Regions from separate parts of the Mus musculus genome. Here regions 1, 2, 4 and 5 are each linked to region 3. Evidence: chromatin contacts called from public promoter capture Hi-C data. All regions are on one chromosome and are shown on one strand. The core of a region is the stretch at or near the end of the contact, and the rest is flanking DNA. Distances in the headings are between cores, read along the strand shown. Region 1 overlaps Prkca (protein kinase C, alpha). Region 2 overlaps Prkca (protein kinase C, alpha). Region 3 holds the start of Rgs9 (regulator of G-protein signaling 9). Region 4 holds the start of Abca5 (ATP-binding cassette, sub-family A (ABC1), member 5). Region 5 holds the start of Cacng4 (calcium channel, voltage-dependent, gamma subunit 4).

What was found. Promoter capture Hi-C pulls out the DNA fragments that hold promoters and counts their contacts.
Region 1: a contact with region 3 is called in a promoter capture Hi-C map of hippocampal neurons, with 6 times the contacts expected there. The contact joins the enhancer-like site here to the promoter of Rgs9 in region 3. A contact is called at or near these places in 9 of 39 promoter capture datasets (cranial neural crest, embryonic stem cells, hippocampal neurons and 5 more).
Region 2: a contact with region 3 is called in a promoter capture Hi-C map of embryonic stem cells, with 6 times the contacts expected there. The contact joins the enhancer-like site here to the promoter of Rgs9 in region 3. A contact is called at or near these places in 10 of 39 promoter capture datasets (the 3T3-L1 cell line, HPC-7-derived erythroid cells, embryonic stem cells and 4 more), 1 of 115 datasets of contacts at active chromatin or transcription factors (embryonic stem cells) and 1 of 9 other capture datasets (embryonic stem cells).
Region 4: a contact with region 3 is called in a promoter capture Hi-C map of embryonic stem cells, with 5 times the contacts expected there. The contact joins the promoter of Abca5 here to the promoter of Rgs9 in region 3. A contact is called at or near these places in 4 of 39 promoter capture datasets (embryonic stem cells, hippocampal neurons, liver and 1 more) and 1 of 9 other capture datasets (macrophages).
Region 5: a contact with region 3 is called in a promoter capture Hi-C map of embryonic stem cells, with 5 times the contacts expected there. The contact joins the promoter of Cacng4 here to the promoter of Rgs9 in region 3. A contact is called at or near these places in 4 of 39 promoter capture datasets (embryonic stem cells, hippocampal neurons and liver).

What each region holds. Positions count from the first base shown.
Region 1 is chr11:108,021,093-108,025,063 of GRCm38.p6, reverse strand. The region is part of intron 5 of Prkca (protein kinase C, alpha); the gene reads left to right. Among named protein-coding and RNA genes, the nearest start is that of Mir7223, 26 kb to the right of the region's middle. Within about 2 kb of position 1,598, at least 26 of the 459 cell types and tissues checked have an H3K27ac peak or open chromatin away from gene starts, as enhancers often do. A contact at or near this core is called in hippocampal neurons, where this site is marked.
Region 2 is chr11:107,979,869-107,984,306 of GRCm38.p6, reverse strand. It overlaps Prkca (protein kinase C, alpha), which reads left to right. Exons shown (of 17, transcript NM_011101.3): 10 at 249-422; 11 at 2,605-2,696. Among named protein-coding and RNA genes, the nearest start is that of Mir7223, 15 kb to the left of the region's middle. Within about 2 kb of position 1,951, at least 71 of the 459 cell types and tissues checked have an H3K27ac peak or open chromatin away from gene starts, as enhancers often do. A contact at or near this core is called in embryonic stem cells, where this site is marked.
Region 3 is chr11:109,295,507-109,300,025 of GRCm38.p6, reverse strand. It overlaps Rgs9 (regulator of G-protein signaling 9), which reads left to right and starts at 1,845. Exons shown (of 19, transcript NM_011268.2): 1 at 1,845-2,088. The coding sequence starts at 2,032. Gm39441 (a long non-coding RNA gene) reads right to left here and starts at 1,796. Exons shown (of 3, transcript XR_880277.3): 1 at 1,576-1,796.
Region 4 is chr11:110,334,696-110,339,048 of GRCm38.p6, reverse strand. Abca5 (ATP-binding cassette, sub-family A (ABC1), member 5) reads left to right here and starts at 1,333. Exons shown (of 39, transcript NM_147219.2): 1 at 1,333-1,564. It overlaps Gm39445 (a long non-coding RNA gene), which reads right to left and starts at 1,211. Exons shown (of 3, transcript XR_880289.1): 1 at 765-1,211; 2 at 190-261.
Region 5 is chr11:107,792,721-107,796,904 of GRCm38.p6, reverse strand. It overlaps Cacng4 (calcium channel, voltage-dependent, gamma subunit 4), which reads left to right and starts at 2,199. Exons shown (of 4, transcript NM_019431.4): 1 at 2,199-2,660. The coding sequence starts at 2,441. Gm11650 (predicted gene 11650) reads right to left here and starts at 3,033. Exons shown (of 2, transcript NR_165828.1): 1 at 2,940-3,033; 2 at 1,052-1,967.

The DNA.
Region 1 (3,971 bases), core at 349-2,848, 1.3 Mb after region 3:
CCTCTACAGAGTGTCAACTCTACCTTGTCACTTGCTTGAAGAAAGAATCACTTGCCTCTATCTGGACAGAGTTGACTGCTCTTGGGTGCCAGTTCATGGAGGACTCACATTCACACTAAGGAGAATATGACGTGACCACCCTGGACCAGCACCCTCATTTGCAGTTCTTACCCAATATCAAGCCCCAGCAGGTTCTTGTTCCACACTGTCTAGGTCACTCTCAACTCCCTGGTGGCTTTGCTCCACTCAGGCCTCTGTCACATGGTACTGTAGCTGATAGACAACAGGAATGTGGGACTCAGGCTGGGAAGATCAAGTTCAAGAAACTGGCAGCTGCTGTACCCATGGGGAACCCATTTCCTGATCCTGAAATAATGCCTTCTCATTGGGTCCTCACACGGTGGGAAAAGCTAGCAAGCTCCCTAAAACCTACTTTATACGGGCACAAATCTCATCCATGAGGGGCCCATTCTCCTGACCTAATCACCTCTCTGGACTCTACCTCTTAGTACCTTCACCTGGGGACTAGAAATTAGAGCATATTAATTGGGTGGGGAATCACAAGCGTTCAGATCATAGTGTAAGACTCTTCCCATCTGCCAGGCAGAGGGAGACCAGCCTGGGAGGATAACGTGTTCTACAGGGATGACAATCTGCAGTGTCCCAATGTGAAGAGAGAAGTCAGCTGTCACTGTCCTGAGAGAGTTGGTCTGTGAAGTCTACAGATATCTTTCCGCTAGGGCCTAAGAGTGTCTTCAAATGCCATAGAGAATATAAATTTATATTAAGACATTTGTAGGCAGAGGCAGGTGGATTTCTGAGTTCGAGGCCAGCCTGGTCTACAAAGTGAGTTCCAGGACAGCCAGGGCTACACAGAGAAACCCTGTCTCGAAAAAAAAAATATTAAGACATTTGTGATTTAAGGAGACACAGAATGAGCTGGGGTGACAGCATGCAAGCATGAAGACCTGAATTCAATCCCCCAGAACCTTCAGGATTAAAAAAGGTTGTGGTGGGGGGGGGGGGGAAGAGGATGTGCTTATAGTCTCAGTGCTGGGATGGGGGTGGAGGTGGGGTTGATACAATCGGATCCCTGGGACTCACTGGCCAGCCAGCCTAGCTTATTTTGTGAGCTCCAGGCCAATGAGAAACCCTGTCTCAAGATGGCAGGGTTTATGGCATGTAAGGACCAACAGCCAAGGCTGTCCTCTACACTCTGCACACACACACACACACACACACAGAGAGAGAGAGAGAGAGAGAGAGAGAGAGAGAGAGAGAAGGAGAGCGTCTCAGGGAGTTTTAGGGTGCCTTACTACTTTAAGTTAGAGCCTGCGTACCTCAGGGATTGTAGCCTGAGAACTTCCTATGTGTACCAACTGGAACCTGCTAGATGCTTTCCTCTGCTGGAGTTTGCTGTGCACACCTGATGGCCTGTAGCTTTGTGGTTGGTTCCGCCACAGGGTCCCACTATCGTGTGTCCACCACCACCTCTGACACACCCCAGTTGCATCACGGCTCAGCCTCTCTGCACTGTTTGAGAGTCAGAATCCCTGAACCAGGAGCCTTGCCTTATTGCTAGACAGCTGGACCACCCCCAAAGCATCACATGGGAAGGGCATTCAGCAAATCCCGTTCCGGAAGCAATCTGTCACCCCGGCCGGTTTCCCCGTCAGCATTTGCGGGGAGTTCTGTCTCCTGGCAGGGAACTGGCTCACAGCTCCGTGCTGGAACTGGCAGCCCCTCAGAGACAGTTTCTCCTTCTCAGCATCACCCGATGACGCCCAGAGTCAAGGCGCAAACGAGCCTCAAGAACAGCATGTTCTTCCCAGCAACATGCCGGGGAAAGCTGGGCTTGGAGAAAGCTGAGCGCTCTGTGGTGTCCTGGAGCCCACGATGTGTGCCAAGCTTGCTGTCCAGCCCTTTCCCTCCCGATCCCATCCGTGGCCCAGGTGGGATGCCTTTGAACCTCTTACTCAGTTATGTAAACACACCTGATTTACTACCTGATTGCACAGATTATTGTCAGCTTTTGCCTCCCAGTGCTCCTGGGCACATGCTCCCTAAAAGTCCCAGTTTCTGGAGTGCCTTACAGTATAAAGAATGAGCCCATTGGTGCCTAGTCTTGCTTACTGCTTGCTTAATGGTTCCTAGGGGGAGCTGAAGTGTGGGCGTGGGTATTGCAGGGAGATTTGCCCTGTGGAAACAGGTCGTGGCCAGGTCAGGTGCTTTGAGGAGGAGACTTTGTCCTAGAGAAGGAAAACAGAAACAAGCACAAAAGCACATGAGAGCATGGGGCTGTGCATATCTCCGCCTTATTTTTGAGTCAGGGTCTCTCACTGTCTTGTAGCTCACCAGTTGGCTAGACCGGCTGGCCAGAAAGCACCAGGAATCCTCCTGTCTCTATCTCCCTCCATGTTTATGATACAAGCACATGTATCTTTCTCTAGTATCTTTCATCCAGACATTGCTTTTCTATGGGGAACCCATCTTTCCAAGAGTGACCTCTCTGCTCTCAACACCACTGGATACTCTTAATCCATGTCTTGGTGAAACCAGGGTCTTTCTTAATTCAAACCCTGAGCTGTTAGTTCTGAGGCAGACACTATAGAGACCACTTGTATCCTGAACACCCTATCAGTTTGGCAATTGAACCCCAGAAGCCACTAGGGTCACAACTCTAAGTCAGGTACTAGAGTCCCCTTTGCCAACTTCAAGGCATCAGGCAAACATGCGGTCTATACCCTTTCCCCTCCATCCAGGTACAGCCCTGGATTGACCCTGGTCCTGTTGTGTGTTCACTTGGCCCTCTGTGCTCTGACCACTGTCACCCACCTCCCAAACGAAGGGTATTTGGTCTCATCTCTTACCCCTCACCTCACCTTAGCTGGGGCCAATTTCACCACCTCTTCTCTGGGACTATGTCTACTCTGAGACAAGTGATGCTTGGGTGGGATCTATAAGATTACAGGCTTGTCCTGGCTTGGCCACTCATAATCTTTATGTAGTGGGCTTGTTATTCAGCCTCTTGCCCACCCTTGGGTCCCACTAGCACAGCTCCTGGCTATTGTAATGAACTCAAAACAATGGCAATCACTTAGTGACCTCTCCCAAAATGTTGCTACCCACCATTACCACCATGATATTTATTATCTTCTTGGACACCAGAGAACCAAGGACCTTCATTCACCCTCGATCTCAGAACCACATGGCTCATTGAACATGCTCGGTGGAGAAGTGCTCTCTCTCTCTCTCTCCTCACTCTTCTCTTTCCTGATTCCCTTTCTCCCATCCCCCTCTTCCTCCTCTTCTTACACACAGCTCTGCATAAGCTCTGAAATCCCATCTAGTTTCTCTGGTATTAAATTTATATTCAAATTTGATCATACTTTCACAAGATATCAATTTGTAGGTCCACAACTACAAAGAATAGTCTGGTCGTCATTGGAATGGCTAATTTCCTCAGTGTCTCCTTTGTTACAAAGACATGGTGCATGGACTTGGCAGTTACCTCCATCTTCTCACCTGTTGTCACATGACCCCAGGCTCTGTGGGCCTTGGATACTAGACCTCACCATTTTCTGTGTTCATCTGCCCACTCCCACCCTCTGCAATCTTGAATTTCTATCTTTTGCCATTGGTCACCTCAAGCAAAAAAACCTTGCTGTTGTTTTTCTGCTGTGTCAGAGAACATGACTTTTGCTTACACATAGTGACGAGTGGGTTATAAAATTCGTTTACTCTTGTTTTCAACTGTTGGGCAGAGATGGATGTGGGAGGCCACCGCCAGGTCAGCTCAAAGAGAACAATCCTGGCTTTTACAGTGAGCCCATGGCTTGAGCCTTTGTCCTTTCTGTTGGCTTGTAAGCAGAAGCCACGAACAAGGGTGCTCTCAGAAGGGAAAAAGCAGCAAAAATAGAGAATTATTTTCCAAAGCAAAACAGATCATTTAAAGGGCTGACTTGTCATTG
Region 2 (4,438 bases), core at 702-3,201, 1.3 Mb after region 3:
ACTCCCCAACCCTTGTCACACCAAGGAGCAAAGCTTCTCCATGCAGACTTAAGGGGATGCCACCCAGGATGAAACCACAGCAGAATGTGTTAGCATTTTTTCACGAGTCACTCACAGACCTGCACCAGCTGTTGCCAAACTGTCTCCCGACACTGTTCCCCACAACCTCCGCCCCCACTCCCTGTACCAGATGTCTGCCCACCAGTGTTGAGCCTTCTCTCCTTCTGTCCCCACCCCCACTCCCCCAGGTGATGCTTGCTGACAGGAAGGGAACGGAGGAACTGTACGCCATCAAGATCCTGAAGAAGGACGTGGTGATCCAGGACGACGACGTGGAGTGCACCATGGTGGAGAAGCGCGTGCTGGCCCTGCTGGACAAGCCGCCATTTCTGACACAGCTGCACTCCTGCTTCCAGACAGTGGTGAGGACTGTCATTCCTGTCTAACACTACATCATGGTCTCGAGACACTCGGGACTTTAATCCCGTTTCCTTTGGGAACAAACTCACACTGTTCAGCTTTCATTACAGCAGTGGTTACATTATGTTAGAAATAAATAGTCTAGAGATGATTGGTGTTGGTGGGCACGTGGGCATGGAATAAATACAAATACCAAACCACTTTAAATAAGGGGCCTGCACGTGGGAGGATCTGGGTGTCCATTAAGGTCCTCCAAGTGGCTGTACGTGAGAGGTCTTCTTCCTGTAGGCCCTGGGCTAAGACTTTCGCAAAGCAGTTGTGGATTCACAGCCCTGCCTTCTCTTTTTAAGCAAACCAGGCTGGCCTTGAACTCAGAGATCTGCCAGCCTCTGCCTCCCACATGCTGTGATTAAAGGTGTGTGCCACCATAGCTAGCCAGCCCTGCCTTTTACAGACAACCCCCTCCCCCATCCTGCTGCTGCCACGCCCAGCATTGGTGTGCCAGGACACTTTGTTTTCTGAGGAGCTGTCTCTGTATAATGACACAGCAGGAGGAGCAAGCTGTGACCTGTCCAGCAGCCCGAGAGCTGTGAGAAAGGTCACAAGAAATAAGCCCAGATTATAATATTTCCTCGCATATGAAATTCAAAATTTAACATTCTAAGGACAAAGCTACACCCCTCCACTTTCCTGTCACCCACAGCAGCTTCCCGACTGTGAAGGCTGTGAGGAGTTGTAAGAAACACACAAACCTTGCCCCTACAATCTGACCGTTTACAGGAAAAAGTTCTGCTGACCTTAGGCGCAAAGTAAAATGTAAAAGAAATGTTCAAACTACAAAGACACCAGCTGTGGGGCTTCCTGGTCTCCCCACACTGACATGCATTCTAAGATGCAGCGATGAGCTGAGGGGTTCCCCACCTCCAAGCCCCACTCTCCAAGCAGCCGCTGTCAGATCTCACTCCCCTGACAGCTAGTGTTACAGTCACCGTCTCATGTAAAACTTCCCTGTGATGGAAAAATGATCCGTGCTTAGGCCTCTCCTTTTAAAATCTTGGGGAACAAGATGCCTTGAGAAGCTTGGAGTCTCAAAATGGGGGATTTTTGTGGACTCGGCGTGCGCCAAGCATGCAATGTTGGCAGCGGCCGCTGTGTGTCAGCCTTGCACTGGTCATGCAGTCGGCTCCAGCCCTCTCAGAGCTCCAGAGAGAACTGGTGGGAAGGTTAGGAGGGAGAACACAATCTCAGCCCTGTTCTGTGAGCCCACGGGCACCCGTGCAGCTCTGGAAAACTGCGAAGAAACTGCGAAGAAGGAATTGAATCCAGAGCCGGGGGTTCCCATAGCCACTTCGGGGCTGTTGACACCAGCTCCGTCATCTCTCCCTCCTGGAGCTACACTTGAATGTTTAATAGCCCCGGTGTGTAAGGGGGGTTGCTTTCTAGACTCTAGCAGAGGTCAGCTCTTACCATGCTCTGTTGTGCTGCTGGTTGTCCTCCCATTAAACTGCCTGGCATAATGTCCCCATCTGTCCCAGCATAATGGCCTCATAACTATGCAGACTTACTTGGCTCCATGATATATGCTCTCCGTGGGGCCAGCTCTTAGCATACCAGTGACAGAAAATATTTAGAAAAAGGCAATATTTGAGCACATTCTGGAGGCAAAAGAACATTGATTAAAATCTCCTTTTATGGTGAACCCCTCTCTTCCACCCACTAAATATCATTACATGTGCGTAATTTATGAGTTCAATATAACCCCAAAAGATATGTTTTCAGAAGCATCCATTTACGCACCTTACTGCATTAGCCCAGCATAGCTCCTGGAAGTCGCAGGCTATCTTTTACGCATGCGCACCATTGATAACAGGGGTTAAGATGGAATGACAGGCCCCGTATAGGGTCTTCATATCACCCCTGATTGAGAGACGAACTGTCCGTACGGGGAAGTCTGTGTGGGGGAAGGGAAAGAATGTTTGAGGCCTTTACTGTAATGAGGTGCATAACTACCAGTAGGCTGACCTGTTAGCAGCGTCCGTCACCTGCAGATGTACGGATGCACATTATCCCCCACTCAGTGAAGAGCAGATCTGTCAAGGTCACCCTGTGTTTGCTAATATGAAAGCAAAGCTGATAAGCTCTGCTGGGGAGGGACCCTCCTCACGTGTAAACCTTGGTCTCCAGGACCGGCTGTACTTCGTCATGGAATACGTCAACGGCGGGGACCTCATGTACCACATTCAGCAAGTCGGGAAATTTAAGGAGCCACAAGCAGTGTGAGTAATCTTTATTAACATTTTTCTTTCTTTCTTTTTTTTTTTTTTATTTTGAGTCTTGAAATTCAAACAGCCTAATTCTCCCAACTGAGAACTCCTTCTAGATACTATGTCCAAGGGCAACTCTGCTCACTTGGGTCTCAGCTCTGAAACTTCCCAGAGTAGCAGCTGAGCCAACAGGACCTGTGCATAATAGGTATGTCTTAGGACCAGTGATTCTAGTCTCAGCAGACTGGACATACGGACGCCTGCCTCCCCATCACCTACTAACACCCGTATGGATGGAAGCCTTCCCTGCTTGCTGCTCATCCAGCAAGAGTGTAAAGTGATGAGAGGCCCTTGGGCAGCCCATGCTCTCATTAGCAAAAGCCATCCAACAGTCCTGACACATTGCTGAAACAGTGCAGGTCAACACAGGGTACCACTAACACTCCAGAGTCGGAGAGTGGGTGCAGCACAAAACTGGGGGATGCCCAACCCAGAGATGAGAGGTGCCTGCCAAGGAAAGGATATGGAGCCAAGTCCAGGGGGTGACCTTCAGCTTAGGTGACATGAGGTGGTGGGGGAGGCTGGACAAAGAAGTGCAAAGCCTGCTGGGAGGGCAGCCTATGAGGATGGCAGAGAGAAGGGCTTGATCCCACAGAAGTTCTGACAGAGCCTACTGGCTGAGACAAGAGGAAAAGTAAGGAAGGGGCCGGTGCAAGGGGACCCCTGGGAACCACGGCAGGGAAGAAAAAAATTGAGCTGAAAGTAGGTCTTTATTTACAAGGAACATTCTGGAAGAGGAAAAGCCAAAGTGCAAGAGAAGGAAAACCTCTTTAAAGTGACATCACAGGCCAGGGGGAGGACACTGTCCAGGAGGAGGGAAGCTTGTCCTCGAACATCACACTGGGATTGCACCTTCCTTGTGGGAATGCAGGAGCAGAGAGCAGGCAGGAACCTGAGGAGTTAGCCATCCACGGGGTGGGGGTGGGGCACGGGTACCTGCGCTCTTTCCCATCTCCTGGGATCCAGAAAGTCTGCAACTTAAATAGAAGCAAACTGAGCAGAGAGCTCTTTTCCAGACCTAGACGCAGAGGCACAGTGCGCCTGCGCCCATTAGTCAAGTCAGCAAATGGAAACGGGACCCAGGCTCATGCGTGGCCTGAAACATAAATCACGGGAACCCAGAGCCTGTGTGGGATAATCTGCACCATAAAGATTAGCTGGACGAAGATAGGGAGCCCCTTAGGTAAAGGCTTTAAAAAATATAAAGGGGGATTTTTCCTTTTATTTCTACTAAGAAGCAAGTGTATTTCTTTTAGAAACACCGGCCCTTACCCACCCACCTCATTGTATCAGAGTACTGAGATGCTCAGATTGTAAAATAAAGCTGAATAGCCCAAAGCCAGAAGAAAATTAAAGGTGGCAGAGTGGCCATCTTATGTCACAAAGATGGTGCCTCTCCTGAGGCCCTTTCGTATCTGTACTGCAGAAAAGTTAAAAATAAAGGAAACAAGGAAAATAACATGAAAATCACCCACGGTCCTACTCCCCCTCTGCCCCCTACATCCTCCCCCCCACACACCTCCCAGCCCTACCCTGGCCTCCCTGCCAGCCCTCACTAAGCCTCTTCTCTTCGGCTCTCCTCCACTCTGCAGCTACGGTGCTTATTTTAAGCCTCCCGGGTGTATTCACCCAGGCGTGGACTTGTGGCTCCTTGGACTTCAAAGGCTCCCCAGTGCTATGCAAATTTTAAAACA
Region 3 (4,519 bases), core at 596-3,095:
CTCTTGCCCTTGGGAAGGCCCTGGCCCAGCTTGCCTCAAGGGGCTCTCACCTGCCTCACAGCTCCTGTTGGTTTCTGCCTGTACTGTTTGCTGGCTTCTCTATGTTTTCTGGCTTCCTCCACTCATCTTTCATTTCTGCTTCCCCCCTGAATTCAGCTCGCAATTCACCTCAGATTCCTCTTGTCTCCATGTCCCATCTCTCTGGCTCTGGTTGACATCTGCAAAGGTAATATAATAAATACTCTAAGAAGCGTAACCTAAGCTTTGTGGAACCACATCGCAGGCTGAGGACCAGCCTCTGGTACACCCACCAAGCATCTCTGGTCCAATAGGCTAAGAGAAAATCCTCCAAAATATGACTGCTTCACAGGGAAGCTTGAAAGAAGAGATGACAGTGAGCAGCATGCTCTCTACGACGGCTCCTATTCTAGAGCTGAGCACAATTCCTTACATTTTCGATTTTCCTCATTGCTGAATGACTTAAGCTCCCAATCCACCCCCTTAGGAAATCACCTCTATTTTCCTTACTCAGAATTTATAGAACTAAGAAATGCTGGCTTTATTTGCTTATGTGTATTCCGTGTAACACTAAACCCAGAAGTTGTTCCATGAGGAAACGTCAAGACATTGCAGCTTTTTCCTGGGATCCCAGCTCACATAAGGAACACGCTTCTCAGAGGTCTGGTATGATTGGCAGAAACCCCGGTCCTCTGCATCAACCCATCCCTGGAGAGCTCACATCCTTTTCACTGAAGTTTGTGATGTGGGGGCTTCTGCATGGGGCCCAGGGGAAACGAGCACTTTGACATTGTTTGCAAACTGGAGTCAGTGTTATGTGAACATGTGTGTGAGCATGCTTTCTGAGAGTGTCCACAGCGTTCAACGGATTCTTACAAATAAATGTGCCTGAAAGGAAAAAAAAATAGTGGATAAGGGCTTAGATGCTAAAGGTATACCAGTTGACTGAGCACCACTAAGGCGAATCCCTTTGTTCTTTTTCAACTTAAACATGCGAGATGCGACATTGTATATCTATCCTGCTTGTGTAGACTAAGTGGAGGCTTCATCCTTTTTTTTTTTTTCTGGATATATGCCAATATAGGCTCATCAATTGGTGACACATACCAATCTCCCCAGACAGGTTGACCCTGGAGGGGGGTTATGAATGTGTGGAGCAGGTGGCCACTCTGGAGGCATCTATTCTGTCCCATCTGCCCAATTTTTAGGTCAGTTTAAAAGTTCCTTTAAGAGTCTATTAAAGACAAACAAATACAAGTATCGGGAATTAGAAGTAAAATATAATTTGCCTAAGGGCACACAGTTAGCTAAAGAGTGTCTATGGGCTTCTTCACTTCTTCCTCTCTTGAAACCAACATCTTACTAGTTAGTCTATTTGTTAGGCCAATTAATAAAAGTCTACATCTGGTATTTTTTTTTATCTTAAATATCTATCTAGGAACAATCACAGCGTTGCTCACTTATCTATTAGAAGCTTCATGGACACTTCTATTGGATACCATGAAACTGTTTAAAATTTTCTCTTCTCTTATAAAGAAATTCTTAGCGCTGACTTACCCAAAGATGTCCAACTCTCCTGCAAGCTGGCGTCGGAAAGCTCCTTTCCCACTGTGCTCTGTCTCACTTCTGTATATAAAGAGATTAACAGGCTCACACACCTTGGGGCAGATGCTCTAGCTTCAGCATCCCTGATCTGGCCTTCCTACCTGAGGTTTGGTCCAGGTGGAGCCGGACGCCGCCCCCTGGTGGCAGGTGGGAGCCCGCGCAGTGCATGCTAATGAGCGCGCGGCGCTGCTCGCTGATTGGTTGGCGCGAATTCCAGCTGCTTTGCATGTCGGCGGGTGCGAGGGAGAGTCGAGGGGTGGAGGGCGGTATTCTGGGCCCTGCGCGCTCCGCTCTCTGTGCCTCCCGGTCTACGCCCAGGCTGGGGCAGACCAGGCTGGCTTGTGAACTTGGGGGTTTCCCCTTTCGCTCCCATTCGTGTTGTGGTCGTGAATTCATCCAGGGTCCAGAATGACGATCCGACACCAAGGCCAGCAGTACAGGCCGAGGATGGCATTTCTCCAAAAGGTACCCTGGGAATCCCCATCTGGACCCTGGCAAGTGGGCGGGGACCCAGTATGTGGAGTGTCCAAGGGAAGATTGGGCAGGGGCAGAGGGCGTCCATCTAGGTCGATCCGCGCTGCCCAATTTTACTAAATGACTTCTATGTGGCTCTATGTGTTGTATTTAAAAACCATAATGATTGGGTTTTCGCGTAAACTGTAGTGGAGAATTCGAAGGCAGCCGTGATGGTCTGCTGCAGGCCAAAAACAACCTGTTACTCAGGAGAGTGCTTGAAGCTGCGCGGTGATTTGAGACAGCCTATATTGTTACAAGGAATCGGCTATTAAATGAACATTTCCCCCAATACTAAACAGCAGGATTTTTAAGTGTGTGTATGCCTGTGTGTATAAAAAGACCAGGAAAATGTGATTTGTGGGATCAAGAGCCTCCCCTGATCCCAGGATGGCAATCTGTGTGTTTTCTGTATAGTTAGAACCGTTTCTTGTCGATGGCTAATGGCCAGAACAGGGTGTCCGTTCCCGATGGACATGTGGGAGGTGGAATGTACCTATGGGGTGACGTGTTTGGGGACAAAGTGGTTCATTTAGTTCTGGGCTTTTAAGTTAGACAGTGTGGGAAGAGACACTCACAGGATTAAGTCCCAGGTCACTTGTCTGCCCTACCTCTGGCTCATGCCACTTTTCATAGGATTATCCTGTTGAGGGAATTAGCCCGATGGATGTTCTGTGACAAGCTGGGCCCTCCCTGCCTTGAGCCTCTGGAGCTTAGCAACTGGGTGCAGTTGGTGACTAAGTATCCTAATCTACAAGATGTTAAAAGCTGGACAGACCTGGGCACACCAGGACATTCGGCACACCTGGTCATCTCCCCGAGAAGCCAGATAGAAGAGATGTAAGGGCCATGCCGTAAACAGAAGGGAACACTGTCTCACTCAGGAGAGTAGACAGTGCAGCTCCCAGCTCCTGAAAGGACAAGAGGCTGCCCAAGTCTGGTGGTCCAAAGTCGAACGTCATTTTCAGATCGTGTCTAGGCTGGTCTTCTCCTGCCGTGCAGGACGGCCCTGGCTTGGAGCTTAGAGCACCTATCTGTAGCACTCGTGTGTTTATCACTCCCATGCATCCTTTCCCTTGGCCTTCTGAGTGGTGTCTTGCTCTCCAGCATCCTCCCCCCACACCCCCGGCATGCTGTACCTCCACACAATCTTCCTCAGCTCCTCCTCAGACCCTCTCACTTCCTCCCCAGCCTGTCCTCTGATTCTCTCCATCCTAACCTTCCCCCCTCACCTCCACCCCAGCCTCCCCTTCTACACCCTGTCCAGTCCCATCTAGCCCATCTCCCCTTTACTCCCAGCCAAACCTCTTCTTCTACACAGCCTCTGCATTCACCCTACTTCATGGTCCTCACTGCCTCTCCCCTCCTCCCTGACACCCTTCATACACATTGGTTTTCTTTCCCACACTGAGTGAGTTCTCATATAGGATGTTCCCCCCACCCCTGGCCCCATTGGCTTCCTAGATGCACAGGACACTGTCCACCCTTTGCAGCCTGGTTGCTCGGGGCCCAGTTTCCACCATCTCCCTGGCTCTTCCTCTTACTCAACTCCCACTCCTGCCCTCCAAGGAGAAGAACAAAGCAGGCCAGCCACCCTAAGCTGTCACTCAGAATGTCCTCATTTCTCTAGGACCCCATGCTTTTACAGAAAGATCCTTTCCCCCCTCTGCCAAACTCCCGCTCCTCTGTGAAGCAGGGTCCTTCTGACTCCATGGGGAGAGCAACTTCCCTCTCTGGATCTACAGACTGTGTCCTCCTCACCCACAGTATTGTTCTCCTAGCTGCTTTGTCCTGGTAAGGATCCTGTCTGCTTCCCATCTGTGCCCACTGGGGTCTTGAGTTGGATCACAGAACCCCGTAGGTCAGAGGACAGAACAGAGGTCTACAGAACCTCAGGAGCCTATGGTAGAAAGTCCTCAGCAGTTATCCACCTGAGTTAGTAACCAGGCTTTCAGAAAAAAGGCCGGGACCAGCAGAATGCGGACCCAGGTGAGGTACTATTCTCCACTCCATCAGTGTCCAAGGTGGGCAGGGCTTTGCGTGCATTGTCTTGTTTTGTCAGACAGTTGCCATTGTCCTTTACAGAGAAGGATACTGAGGCTCAGAGAGGTTAAGTGACTTGCCAGGCACACAAGCATAGGTGGAACCTGGAAACAATACAGGCACGGCAAGTGTGATACAATGATCAGAGTCTTCTTCTGGTGTGGGATAGGGGAGGGGGCCTGCATAACCAGGGGACATGGGTCTGAGAACTGAAGGATAAATGGGGGAGTCTAGGCAGAGAGAGAGAGAGAGAGAGAGAGAGAGAGAGAGAGAGAGAGAGAGAGAGAAAGAAGAAGAAGAAGGAGGAGGAGGAGGAGGAGGAAGAGGAGGAGGAGAAGGA
Region 4 (4,353 bases), core at 84-2,583, 1.0 Mb before region 3:
TTTATAAGTCGTATGTGTGTGTGTGTGTTGCTGGGGTTTAAAGCCAGGACCTTGTACAATCTAGGCAAGCAGACTATCACTGAACTACAAGTCCACTCCTATAATAGAATTTTAATATTTTCTGTTTCTATGGGTGCAATTTTGTTAAGTGAGTAGGTATTTTTTGTGAAGATAAAAATATTTACATACCTTTCTTGTAGGTGTTTTCTCTCATCAGTAGTATTATTAGCAGTATTTACCATAGTTTATGATTCGCAAGACCTGAAAATTTAAATTGGTATAAGAAAAAGTTCTTAACTTCAGGCTACATATGATGTAGCTGAAGAGATTAGCATGTAAGACAGTGAAAGGGATACTATGGTGCCAAGTGGGGTGTTTGAGAGGAAAGATATCATTGTGTCAGGCTCTATGATAGTGTACACACACATGCAGGCAAAACGTCCACATCTATAATAAAGCAGAACACATTCTATAGACTTAGTTTTCAATTTGAGAACTACACACACATACACAAAATATGTATGAATGTTCACATTCACAGAGCTGAAGATGTTTTCGAAAGTAACTGTAACACATAGCACTGGGGACTGCACACACCAGACACATTCAGTATCAAGCCAGCAAAAATTCCAGCATGAATAGTGTGTGTGTGTGTGTGTGTGTGTGTGTGTTATGAATTGGCAGTTTGTGGCTTCTGGATAAGAAAGGATCAGTCTTCCTCAGGGATGTGTAATTTTGGTATTGTGAACTTTACTTTGCAATACCTTTGGCCCTTGTTTCGATCACTTTGGGTAACGACATTCCAAACATCAGTTTGCATTTTAAGTAAAAATTAAGCGTGGTATATAGTCTTTGCCAGAAGTCAACACTTGCAGATTTTCGGAGGATGTTTGAAGGAACCGGTAGGATGTTCAAGGTGGTAGTCTGAGGTTGGAGAGGAGAAGGCAGTCTTTACAGAAACGAGGAGGGAGGACGCTGCAGCAAGAGGGAGGAGTGTCAGACTTTTATCAACTCTTTAAATACAAGGGAACAGAGGCAGATGGGAGGGTGGAGAACCAAGGCCGTCCTTCTTGAGGCGACAGAAGTCTCCTCAAACCCATCGAGCCTCGGTGGAGGGTGCGGCGAGCTCCCCAGGAGGTTCTGAGCACCTGAGCTAGAGTCGGCAGGTCCAACCAAGTACTCTGCGACTCGTTCGCCGCGCTCACCTCCGCCGGAGCCCCGCCCCCAGTAGCCCCGCCCCCAAGCGCGCTCCCGTCTCGAGCTCCAGGAGCACGCGCATTACGCACGCCCCGCCCTCAGGTGCATTCAGGGGCGGGCAGGGGGCGTGTCTCCGGCGGCGCGCGCGGCTCTCTCGGCGTAGCGGGGCGGCGGGCACGCGCGCGCTCGGCCTCGCGGACCGCGTCTCCGCGCAGAATTTCCGAGCTCCGTCACTTACCGCGGTCGCGGTCGCCGCAGGTAAGCTCGCGGCTTGGGCCTGACAGCGCTGCGGCTGCGACGCCGGGGTGAGGAGACGCCGAGGCCCGCGGCGCTCGAGGTCGCTCGCCATTCGTGTCTGCGGAGAGAGGTGACGCGGCGGCGGGGACGGGGCATGGACCGTGGAGATGGCCGAGCAGCTAGGGAATGAGGAGAGGGGAGGGTGTGGCGGGCCGCGGGGAGCCGGAGGATGCTGGCGGGTGGCGGGCGCTGACAGGGATCCCTGGGCTAGCGACATCCTCAGAACTTCTAGAGAGGCAGAAGGAAAAGAAAGGACAAACCGAAATTAAATAAAAGCCCAAACCAAACCGAAGTCAGTTTTCCCCCTGAGGGCTCAGGAGCATCGCCCTACTTGGGGCGCAGATCGGGTAGCGGATCATGTGTGACCAGAGGACTCGGGGTGAGAGGAAAAGCCGCAGAGCTCGTGACACGGTTTTGGGGTTGAAAATAATCTGAATTCCCCAAACATAGCTAACGAAGATTCCCAGGCGCGGAAAGGTTTCAGGGAGGAGGAGAAAGCGAGGTCCATGGGGGACAGCGGCCTCTGGGGCAGTCGGAGTTGAGGATTTTCGCCCCAGCTCTCTAAAAGCTTCGCTTTACGTTTTCAAAGAATCAAGTCTGAGGACAAAAATTAAGGACATTCTGGAGCCCCAGATGAGGTTAGATCCTGGCTCAGAGCCAGGGTCAGTATTACTTCATCTTGACAGCTGCTCTGAGGTTGGAGATGGTACTCTGTGTGGGAAATATGGGTCTTAAAGAGGTTAAATAACTTTATTAAGGTCCCAGCTGGGGAAAAAAATGAGGTACTGAGATTCTCCCTCTGAGATTCCAGACTCTCTAATCCTGGTGCTTTCCTCACTCTATTTTATGTTTGCCCAGAGAGCATTTTTATGTCTCGTCAGAGAAGACTCAATAGATAAGAACATTATGAGAACACTTTGTGTGTGTTTATCCTGAAAGCAGATTTAAGAGACAGTGATCTTTGAATGTGGGTCATTTAGGCAGATGTGTCCTTGATAATGCAAAACTTCAAATTCTATTAAACATAGGGAACTCTTAAATTTTGCATAAATTTATTAATATGTTCGTTACATGCCAGGTAATCATTTTGTTCCTAAAGTTCCTAGATGAATATAGTATGTAATGTCTGCCATTGAGTTTAATTGAAAGAGTAATTATATAAAAGCAACTCATACTAATATAAATTGTAGTCCTCATTAGTGTGTAGATTACACTGGAAATAGTTTTAAGTGCAAACTTAAAACTTTTATACAGTGCAAACTTTATACTTTTATAAACATTATATATAAAGAAAACTATTAGCTGACTTGCCATATGGGTACTGTTACATCGTTTTCCTCCAGCAAGGCGTTCTGTCATAAAACTTAGGTCAAACTTTACTGGCATTAGTATCTTGCTTTATGTCACTACTTTTGGTAAATTTTAAAAGATCAGCGAAGAAAGCGTTTATGATGCCTTCTGTTAAATTTAAAGGTTTATTATACCCATTATGAAGCCAGTAAAATAGCTGGATAGGTTTCTCTTTCAGTGCATTGCTAGACAGATTAGCAGCTCTTTTCAAAAAATTAAATCTTAATTTAAAAGTATAGTTAAACTGGATGGCATTTACGTTTCTGTGGTTTAGAGTTCTCGGGGGAATGGCAGCCATGCACGTTGTTTAACATGTAAATTATTGGAGGCCCAGATGTCAGCGAGTGGTTGGAGTGGTGGAGCCGTTTCTTTGGATTGTTTCTGTTTTCTCACTGAAGTAGGAATCCAGATTGCAGTTTGTAGGTGATGGTGGAGATGGAGATGGAGGGGTTTTGAGGATTGAGGCAGTCAGTGGACTTCTAAAGTGTGAAGCATCTCCCTTGGGTGTAGAGGTACAGAGGAGGAGTGGGGTGCCACTTGGGGTGTTCCATATCGCATACAAGGCATTCCACACTCTGTTGTCAGTTTCGTCTGTACATTGCTGCCCAGGGCGTACACCCGTGCTCTGCCACATTCCAGGGTGGCATCTGCCTCCACCGGGTTGTGGATAGCTCTCTTCTTCATTTTACATAGATCTTGTCTTTTGGGAATTCAGCATCTCCATAGTTTTCTCTCTGCTTAGAAATTCTTTCCTAACTCTTTCCCTCAACTGGAATTACACTATTACATTTAATTTGATTTACATTAAGTTAGTGATAGGAGGATCCTTTTTTTTTTTTTTTTTCTGGTTCGCGCAGACATTCTTTAGAACGTGTTAGAAAAGTGACCTAGCGTTTCCACTTGTGTCCCTCTCCTACAACTGATGAAAGGAGTTAGTGAATCTTTTTGGATGAAGAGTAAGGAAGTAAGTCACCTAGGCTTTGAAGACTGAGTAGATTCTGTCTCTGCTTAAATTTGCCCTCATAGCACCAAGTGGTCCCAGACAACACAGGTATGAAGCAGCACGGGTGTGTTCCAACACAACGTCATACGATGTAAGGAGACCCGAGGTTTGAACTTTATATTTTCACCTGTCATAGTTATTGCTATTTGTTTTTTTTCCCCCCAACACTTAAAAACATGTGGATATTTGCTAGGAGGGTGGATATCTGGGAGTTGGCAGCCATCAGGAGCTTCACAGTGAAACCTGGACTCATTCTCCCTCCCCCATCCCACCCCCACACGTTGCTAACTCGCGGAAGATGTAGAGCAAGGCGTGGGCCGGATATGGACACCACTACCTCTTCCATCTTAGCTTTCAGACTCTTAATCTGTAAGGACTCTCAGAAAGAGGCTTGAGAAAGGAAACTGTATTAAGATAATTACCATTGGTGGTGTCAGAGAAACAAACAGAAATAAGGCACTTAGTTTTCATTAAGGATCTTACCGGTTAGGGTCAACATGAAGACA
Region 5 (4,184 bases), core at 950-3,449, 1.5 Mb after region 3:
CTCCCAGGTAGTCATGGCTTGTCCAAATCAAGCTGTTCACTACCAAGGTGGTAATGATCTTAAGCCCAGGTCCCATCTCTAGATCTCTCCAAGACACTCCAAGCCCCTCTGTGGGTACAGTACAAAAGCTGGTCCAACTTGCTTCCTAGAGCTGAAGACGTCTGTCCTACCTCCTGTGTGACTCGGGGTTGCTTGCTTGGATATTATCTCACAGTTACCTAAGAAGGCATGAGGGGAAATCTACTCCCCACCCACCCCCTGGAAGATGAATTAGGTTACTGCATTGGTTTCTTCCAAGATCCTAGGAGAAAGCTCTAACTAGTGCAGGCCAGAGGATGTTTCTGTGTAACCCAGCACCTGGCTAACCCGGATGTGGGTTTTCACACCTTGCTTCATGGAACTCTGAGGAGCACAGAGGAGCTTCCAGCTGCGAGGTGTGGGGGGGTGGGGGGGGTGGGAAGGGGGGTGGGAGGGGGTCGGGGCGCGGCGTGTTCCACCTCATTTCCTCAGCAGTCAGGACACCAGGTTTGTTTGTGTTGGCCCACTGTTAAGGATTACCTCTGAAACAAAGACTGGCTGACTCCCCCCCCAAAAATCAAAAATCTCTCAGAGCACAGAACCTTGAGTTCATCTTGGAGGCTCCTGGAGACAGAGGTGAGCAGCCTTGCCCTGAAACAGGAGAAACCATCACATGCCTTCTGGTCCATTCAGCCGGATATCAGGCACCTGCTGGGTAGACAATACAGCCCTAGATGACAGTGATTTTTTTTAAGGGAAGAAAAGCAATAACTCTCGTCCTTTGAAACTTTGGAAAGCAGAACAGACACCCCCCAAAGGCAGAGGAAAAGGCCAGCAACGCTGATTGGGCTAGTCAGCCTGGCCCTCACATTTTATTATTCTGGTTTTTTTTTTCTATTTGTTTATATTCCCTTCTCCCAGCAAAAGATAATTTTTCCCAGGGCAAACATTTGCACATTGCTACCACACACGGCTATATACGAGGGGGGAGCTCACACTCTCCAGAGAGGAAGAACAGTGAGTGCTCTGAGGCTGGGGTCATTCATTTATTTTCTCTGAGGAAAGCTGGGAAAGTGGCCCGGGAGGTAAAATTGCAAGGGCAGCAGCTTTCCATGTGTCTCTTTCAATCCCAGGGGGTCAGAACAGCAGCCCACAGAACAACCCTCGAGGATGCAACAGGGACAAGGGTGTAAGAAATGGCCTGAGTTCCCCCCCCCCCCGTGGGTTTCAGGCCTCCTGCAGGGGAGGAGGGGAACTGGGTGGCAAGGAAGGAGCCTGGCTCCAAGGAGCTCGGAGTGTATCCAGCTTGGGACCCTGCCAGCACCAAAAGCAATTAAGGGAAGAGGCCAGAGGCCCCGAGGCAGAGTCTGACAAGGTTAAGGGGAGGTGAGGAAGAGCCGGTTAGGCTGAGGAAGAGCCAACCGGAGAAAAAGTAAAGGTTCAGAGAAGGACAGGGAGAAGAAACAGCTGGAGGCTACAATGTAGTTGCTGGTGTTCCTGCCTCTATCAGCAATGGACTATCAGAAGTGTGACTGTAGTGTGTCACATCCTCAGTCCCCCTTCGAAGAAGTCCAGAGCTCCCCAGTGCCTGCTAGAACCCCTTGGCTTGCTTCGGTTGAAATGGAGGTGATCTTCATCTGGCTTGGCCCATAAAGAATGTCTCCCGTCTGTGACCCACATCTGGGCCCTTTGGAAACGCGAGGAGTCTCACAGTACATCCCTGCCTAGACCTTCATAACCAGGTACAGCCATAAGGCCGTGGGGAAAGAAGGAAAGGGGACGCAATCTCCATCCCACAGAATGGGATACAGAATCCTGGGGACTAAGGAGATCCTGGCTGTCCCGGGTTGGAAAGAGAGGTGACTGGAGACGCAGCTTCCCCGGGGTCCTTCCAGGGAACCAATCTTTCTTTCCCTCGGCTTCCTTCGCTCTGATAATGTGAATGAAGCCTGGGAGAGAAAAGAGAGCGCGCGTGAGCGCAGGGAGGGGAGAGAGGGGAGGGAAAATCCCGGCCGTGGGAGAGCGAGCGCGGGGCCAGAGGCGGAGGGGCGGCGCCGAGAGAGCGCGCCGGGCGGCGGGCGGTGGGTGGAGGCGCGGAGGGCGCGGGCCAAGAGCGGAGGGGAGGGCGGGCCGAGAGGGAGGAGCCCCCGGCCGCCACCGCCGCCGCTGCCGCCGCCGCCAGCCCGCCCGGCGGCCCGCGTAGCCCGCGCAGCCCTCACTCGCCGCCGCGCCTCGGAGTTTGAGCCCCGCGCAGCCGGAGCGCAGGCACGCCCGGGGCGCGGGGTCGGAGCGCGCAGCGCGGCGCCGCCCCCCGGCCCTCGGCCCCCCAGCCCCTGGAGCCCCCGGAGCCGCGCGCCGAGGGAGGAGGGCGGGCGGGCGCGGCGGGCCGGGCCGGCGGGCGGCGGACTATGAGGCGCCCACCATGGTGCGATGCGACCGCGGGCTGCAGATGCTGCTGACCACGGCCGGAGCCTTCGCCGCCTTCTCGCTCATGGCCATCGCCATCGGCACCGACTACTGGCTGTACTCCAGCGCGCACATCTGCAACGGCACCAACCTGACCATGGACGACGGGCCCCCGCCCCGCCGCGCTCGCGGCGACCTCACCCATTCGGGACTGTGGCGGGTGTGTTGCATCGAAGGTAGGACCCCTACCCCCAACGCACACACATAACACGCACACATGCACACGCACACATTGCCCCGGGGAGTGGGCCGGGGGAGGGGTGGGCGCGGCGCTGGCTCCACGCGAGACACAAAGAACCTAAAGCTGGGAGGGTGGGTTCCCGAGTGGACACGGGCGCAGCAGCCTCGGGTCCCTCTAGGCTGGGGACCTCCCCAACACACCGATCCCACAAACTCTCGGCTCGCACGCGCACACCCCCTCGCGCACAGACACAATGAAACACACAGAAACTCACGCACGCGCGCGCAACCCGAGAGCGGAGCGATCCCCAGGGGCCTCGCCGGCGCCCCTGGGGGAGGTGGAGGCTGGCGTGGGGGCGGGAGGAGTCTAGGGTTGGGGGGAAAGCGGACGCGGGAGGAGGGGGAGGGGTTGCTTGGCAACCGGTGTCTGTGCGATTGCTATGGGAACTGGCCATCCTGGGGCGGGGCCGGCCGGGGGCGGGGAGCCCCGGGGCAGCTAGGCGCTCACTCCAAGCCCCCAACTGAGAGGGTAAGGGCGGGGTACAGGTTGGGCCCCAAGCGGTTCTGGGGGAGCCAGGTAGCTCCAGCCGGCCGGCCTTCTCTTGATCCCTGACACCACAGACTCACTCCTCTCTGCGCGATGGGTACAAGAGGGGAACCGCGCCGCGTCTCCCGTAACTGAGGCAGCAAGCCCTGGGTCACTGCCCCTCAGCACGAAGTCGGCAAGAGACCTCCGTAGGAACCAAACTGGGGAGAGGAGAGTCAACAGCGGACCAAGAGTGGGCTGGGAGGGGCGTGGTCGCTGTTAGGGCAGGGCGGGGCTCTGTGACCCCCCTAGTATACAGAGACTTGAGAGGTGTGCTTCGGTTGAAATGCATCTAGAGATAGGGATTGAGTCCCTTGGACTGTGGGGACAGCTTCTAGGAGCGCGAGGCAGAAACCTCCGACGCCGGAAATGCATTAGGCTTCTTAGCCCTCCTGGCGCCCTCATGCCCAACGGAAACTCGAACTAACAGGTGTCTACGGAGGGGCGGTCTGGTTCTGCCAGGTTGTAGTCAGATCGGCTGGTTGGTCTCTGACACTGGGGACAGATCAGGGGAACTGGCGATCATTGCTTTAATTTCTCAAAAATCCTTGCGTAGTGTTTCGACTTTCTTTCCGTCACCATTTCTCGTGTGCACTCCGCCCCTGGGAAATTGAGGAAATTCTTCCCTCCTCTCCTCCCTTCAGCTACTTAAGTGTGGTGGGATGCCACAGGAGGGCCAGCTCTTAGAAAGATAGCCCTTCCTGGACGCGTTTTGAATCATATGAAAGGAGGCATTGTGAGGTTTGACTTAGTGATACCCCCCCCCCCACTGTCCCCGCCAGACCCTGGGCTCCTGTCCATCTCTGTCCTCCAATTCCGAGTCCAGATCAGGACTGCTTCTGCACTTTGGAGTTTTATGCTAGCTCTGAGCGGTTTGTAGATGACAGAGTTGTGAGATCAATAGTTAAGGGGGAAAGAACGCCTCACAAAGGAA